Regions from separate parts of the Mus musculus genome. Here region 1 is linked to region 2. The links are chromatin contacts, called in public Hi-C maps. All regions are on one chromosome and are shown on one strand. The core of a region is the stretch at or near the end of the contact, and the rest is flanking DNA. Distances in the headings are between cores, read along the strand shown. Region 1 holds the start of Add3 (adducin 3 (gamma)). Region 2 holds the start of Slk (STE20-like kinase).

Region 1 (2,700 bases), core at 133-2,632, 5.6 Mb after region 2:
AAGTATTTGAGGGGGAAGAGAGCCTGCAGATGAGGAAGGAAATGAAGTGGCCTGTCGCCAGTGCCTTGGAAAGGACGGGAGATAAGGGTGGGGAAATGAAGTTTGCTGTGTGTGTTAGGGTGGGGTTAACCCCAGGGACCATGAATCACTAGAATGGTGTTGGGAGGAGTGTGCTTGAGGGTGAATTCGTGCAGTGGAGAGGGCATGTGTGCCGGAGTGGTGTGCAAGTCGTGGGTGGCAGAGGAGAGCAGCGAGCGTGTGCCTGGAGGTCTATTTCGAGAATAGGTTGGGGTGAGAAACCCGTCTGGGAGGCGGGGGTGGGCAGCCCAGTGTCACCTGTGGAGGGATCCCCGACTCTGCAAATGAGTGTTGCAAAGTTTGCCTGGCTTTAGACAGATTTTGAAGGCTGCTGGCGGAGCCTAGACTTTTCATCTCCCAAGAGGTCAGCTCTCAGAAGGTTTAAGAGGCAATTAGCCAAAGTAGGAGTGCAGAGTTTGGGCTGGTCCAAATGAATATAAAGGCCCTTGCCCCGTCCCTCTGTGGGAGTGAGTGAAGGCGGGAGGCTCCCCCAAACGCAAATATGCTGAAGAGAAAATCGAGGCCCCCTCCTGTGGGAGCCGAGCTGAAGTCCAACTATTGTGGCCTCTCCCCCCAAAAACCCAGCGGCCTCAGTGGGCCACAGAAGCTCAATCTGAAAGCTACGGCTCAGCTGAGATTCACTGGGTGGGGGAAGCACGTTAGGACTGGGGAGGTAGATGTTTCCGTGGCGTCACCCTCCCACTCTCAATCGGGTTTCTCTCGGGGTCGTTTCCTTCTCCGGCAGCGGATCGGAGCTGCACTGAGGGAGGAAGACCTTGCAGAGGCGCCAGGCAGGCGCCCTGCAACAGGCCCTCCGCCTGCGGAGCACGTAGGCCCCCACTGCCGCAGCTGCACGGATACGGAGCTTGCAGCTCGAAGGGGGGCCTCGAGGGGCGGGGCCAGAGATCTCAAGGGGCAGCAGAGGCGGGGCCTGGACCTGCGAGAGCCTGTTGGGGGCGTGGCCTATTAGGAGCGGAGCAAAAACGCTGGGCTGGCGAAGGGCGGAACCAGGGGCACGCTTTTGAGCTACGAGGGCCCAGCCCGTACTGGGCGGAGTGAAGGCTGCTGGGGCGTGGCCTATAAGAGGCGGGGCTAGAGCTCTCGGGCCATGGGGCGGGGCCTTGAAGCTGGGGTACTAGAAGGGTCAAGCCTGTAGAGGGCGGAATCAAGAGCCCTGAGGCGTGGCCTGTGGTAGGCGGGGCCAAGGCGTTCAGGCCTGTGGGGCGGGGCCTTCGGGGTGCTAAGCGAGACTAAGCCTGTAGGGGGCGGAGTCCTGGACCCTGTGGAGGCGGAGCCCAAGGGGCGGGCCAGAGGGCGTTCGTGGGGAGTTCGGCTGGTCCCGCCAGAGCGCGAGGCGCCCGCCGGTAACGGTCGTGCGGGCGAGGGGCTGGAGGGAGAGGAAAGGGCTTTAAATGATGTTTTGAAGCAGCGAGAGCTAGACGCGTCGGCGACCAGGTGTCGCCACTTCCCGCTGCCGAGGGCTCGGCGTCCAGGTCCTGCGTCTCCACGCCCCCTCCCTTCCCGGCCCTCTCCTCGGGAACCGAGCGAGCGACGTTAAGAGGCGGCTGCGGCGGACCGGGCGGCCGCTGCAGCCCGGCGGTGGCGAAGGAGTGGGCACAAAGCCGGCTGCGCTGCGAGGTAATCCTGCGGGAGCGGAGGGCCCGGGGTCCCGCCGCGCTTCCCACGCCGAGGGGGCTTCGGACTGGCTGGCCGCGCGGCCTCAGGTGAACCGTGCTCGGGGCGGGAACGCGAGCCCCACGGGGCCGAGGAGTGCAGACCTGGGGGCGAGGAGTCGGGGTGCGGCGCCGCAGAGTGGGCCGGGACTCACCCGGGCGTCCCCGGCTTCCCCCAGCGAGGGCGTGGGATTGCAAAATCCTGTTCTGCGGGGAGCCTTGCTGACCCCGAAGGTGCTCGCGGGGACGGTGGGAGGTTCCCGCGCTTGGAGAAGGTGGAAGAAGACCGTGTTGATTTGTTGTTTTCTTTTTTCTTCTTCTTTTTTTTTTACCCCCTCGTGGCTTAAGAAACTTCAGTCACAAGTTGAAATTGTTCAACCACTTTATCTAATCAGTGTGACCCTCCCCAGCACACACACACTAAAAGTGCGCACGAGCACGCGCGCGCGCGCGCACACACACACACACACACACACACACACACACACACACTATAACCTTTCAAGCATTCCTGATACTTTATTCTTCCTTGCGGGGTGACAGCCCAGTTGGCAGCAGATTTGGTTTGCTGGTGTTTGGGGCACTTCCAACCTCTTTGGAGGTATGTAATAGCTGAGGCAAGGCCACTATTAAACCAGGCCTCTATTAAAATGACAAGAATGGCCTCAGGTGAACTTTTTTTGTTGCAGAGATTTAATTGCAAGTAGATGCCCGTTTAAAGTGGGAGTGTAAGGAAAACCACTAAATATCCTTGGCACATGTGCTCTTGGAATTGACTTTGCTAGAGTGGTGTGGGATTTAGCTCAGCCAAGAGGCTTTGAGTGAGGATTAGGAGCCAGGCTCAGGAAGGAATTGATAAGACTCTGGGGCTTGGGATGAGCTACATAAACATGTGTGAGTTCTTTACAGTGATTTATAAAATTATAGAAATTTTAGAGTTAGCAGTATG
Region 2 (2,700 bases), core at 128-2,627:
TCTTGGTCACCTTGATGGGTGACCCCGCCTCTGCCTCCCCGCCCCCCTCCTCCCCAAAGGGCTTCTGTCAGGTGGAGGAGGGGGACGGTAAATCATTTGACAGACTCCAGGCGACACCCACATAGCCCCAGCAAATCTGGAATCCCCGGCTGGATTAGCTCAGGTGAGACTCAGGAAGGGCGGCACCAGTTTTCTGGCTGTGGAGGTGACCCAGAGGTTATCCTTAAGGGAGTGTCACCACTCCAGAAGCCGATCTTAAACAATTTCCTTTTTATTTTTTGAGACAGGGCTTTTTTCTGTAGCCCAGGCTGGTCTCGAACTCGTTATCATTCGTTGGCAGCTTCCCCAGGGCTCCACCACACCTACCTTTTAAACAATTTTTTTTTACAACCTATGTTTGCACTACCTTCATATTGAGTAAATATTGTGCACTTGCTGGTGCAAGCCCTGTGCAAAGGGTTTCCATTTATTGTCTCTTTTGATCTATGCCGCAACGTTTCAGTAAGGACTATGGAGATCATAGGAATGGGGACTCGGATGCTGTATTCAAAGTCACTGAACTATGGCTCAAAGCCCAGGCTCCCGGCTTTCCCTCTCCCTGGACTCTTGTATGAGTTCCGAAGCGGAAACAGTGCACTTTCAGGCACCCACAAGCATAGCCTGCTTTCCCGCGTCCCCCTTGTGCAGAATGAGGCAACATCCGCCAGCGCAATCAACAGGGTCGCGCCGAAGGAGACCTGGCCAACGACGTCGTGGAGCCACCCGGCTCGGGCTCGCAGAGGTCAACGCAAAACCCTCGAGGAGGATGGAAGCGCTCAAGCCTCCACCACACCTCCCGCCGCAGGCGCCACCGAGCCGCCGCGCCGCCAGCCCGGCGGAGCCAGCGCGCGTGCGCGGGGCCAGAGGGTACGCCCTCGCGAGCGCGCGGGGAGCGGGGCGCGTCACCGCGCGGGCGAGCGCGCGCGCGGCCGAGGAGCTCGGGCGCGCTGCGAGACGGCGTCGGCGTCCGTGCGCGCTGCGGGCCGAGGCTGTGTGGGCTGAGGCGACGAGCGAGGCAGCGGCGCCCCAGAGCCGAGGGGACGCGCGGGTGTCGCGCAGTGGGAGCGGACGCTTCGGAGCAGACGTGGGGCCCCGGCGGGAGAGCTTGGCTTCGCCGCTACGCGCCTGCCGGGCGCCGGCCGCTTCCCGGGTCCGGAGCGGCCGCCGCCCCGGGAGACGCGCGGTGACACGGGCCTAAGGCGCCGCGGGCCGCGGGCGTCCGCGCCGCTCGGACCCGTGCGGCCCGGTGCGGGCCGGGGACGAGCGCCGGGGCAGGTGCAGCCCCCGGGGCCCGCGAGCGAGGTGCCCACCGTGCCGCTCGGCCCGTCCCGGCTCGCGGCGGCCGCGCGCCCCACTCCGGGGCCGGAGCCCGGTCGGCGCCCCGCCTTCTCCGGGGAGCGCCCGGCGGGAGCGGCCCGGACCCCGGGCTCGCGCGGGAGACGACGCGCCACAAACTTTGCCTTTTATTGTTCCTAGCCCTTTAAGGGCAAGGGGCTCTGCTGGGCTTGGAAAAATGTCCTTCTTCAATTTCCGTAAGATCTTCAAGTTGGGGAGCGAGAAGAAGAAGAAACAGTACGAACACGTGAAGAGAGACCTGAACCCCGAAGAGTTTTGGGAGATTATTGGAGAACTGGGCGACGGAGCCTTCGGGAAAGTCTATAAGGTAAGAGGGGGAAAACGGGAAGTTGGCTTAGGAGGAGATGAAACGGCCGCCTGTCCGGAGTGGCACGAGGACTTCACCCCAGCAGCCCTTCCCGTGACTTGCCCGCTCCTTGGCTTTGTAGGTTGAAACTTCAGCTCAGCATCCAAGCCGTTACGGAATACCGTGGGGCCGGATGCAGTTTCAGGAGTGATGGGTCTGCAGTCTAAACCCTGTCAAACTTCCGAATTTAATGGGAGGAGCGGGTGGTTGCGGCCCGGCCCTCGAGTCTTTTAAAATCGGAAACTCGTTAGCTTCTTTCTCCCTGTGCTGATGTTTGTTTACTAGTGGCGTTTGCATGTGTGCATGAAACAGGTAACTTTTTGGAGATGGGGACAGTATGTATAATTCAGATAAAACGAGCAAAAGGTGCCTGGCCAGCATGGAGCCCGTTCTTGAGTTGGTTGCTTGGCCACATGGGATGGAATTTCTGACAACATTTCCAGGAGATCTTCATTTCATCCTAGTTTTGAAATTCGATAAGCATTGGCTAGAAGGCAATACCAGTGCTTGAGGAATCAGAAAACTACACGAGTATTTATGTATTTCAATAGAGGTTTGATGTTTCTACACAAAGGTGTGAATGTTAACTGTTTACCCTGTCCTAGGAAGTATATGAATGATGTCATTGGAATATTTACTTCCTGAAGGGCGAGGTTTTTATGAGCCACAGTTTAGGGGTAGGACCCACTGGTTGCCTAGAATTGAAAACATAGATTCAAGACTTTCCATTCTCACATAATTTGTATCGTATAAAAGTCCTGAGAAGTGGCAGTGTCCACCTGCTCATGGAGGGAGACAGTGAAGCTCACAGACAGTTCATGGCCACCATGATTCAGTGTAGCCTTGAACTCAGGCCTCTGTGCCCATATGTAGTAGTGTCTTTTTACTTTTAATTCCATTCAGTCGAAAGCATGTCCTCTACTTTCTAAGCACAGCACACTTTGTCTTGTAATGCGTGC

What was found. Hi-C and Micro-C count contacts between places; a contact is called where the count stands out from the background.
Region 1: a Hi-C map of B cells shows a contact between it and region 2, with 5 read pairs. The contact joins the promoter of Add3 here to the promoter of Slk in region 2. A contact is called at or near these places in 1 of 39 promoter capture datasets (cranial neural crest) and 1 of 484 Hi-C or Micro-C datasets (B cells).

The regions. Positions count from the first base shown.
Region 1 is chr19:53,141,374-53,144,073 of GRCm38.p6, forward strand. Add3 (adducin 3 (gamma)) reads left to right here and starts at 1,383. Exons shown (of 15, transcript NM_001277100.1): 1 at 1,383-1,716.
Region 2 is chr19:47,578,642-47,581,341 of GRCm38.p6, forward strand. Slk (STE20-like kinase) reads left to right here and starts at 1,378. Exons shown (of 18, transcript NM_001164639.1): 1 at 1,378-1,702. The coding sequence starts at 1,553.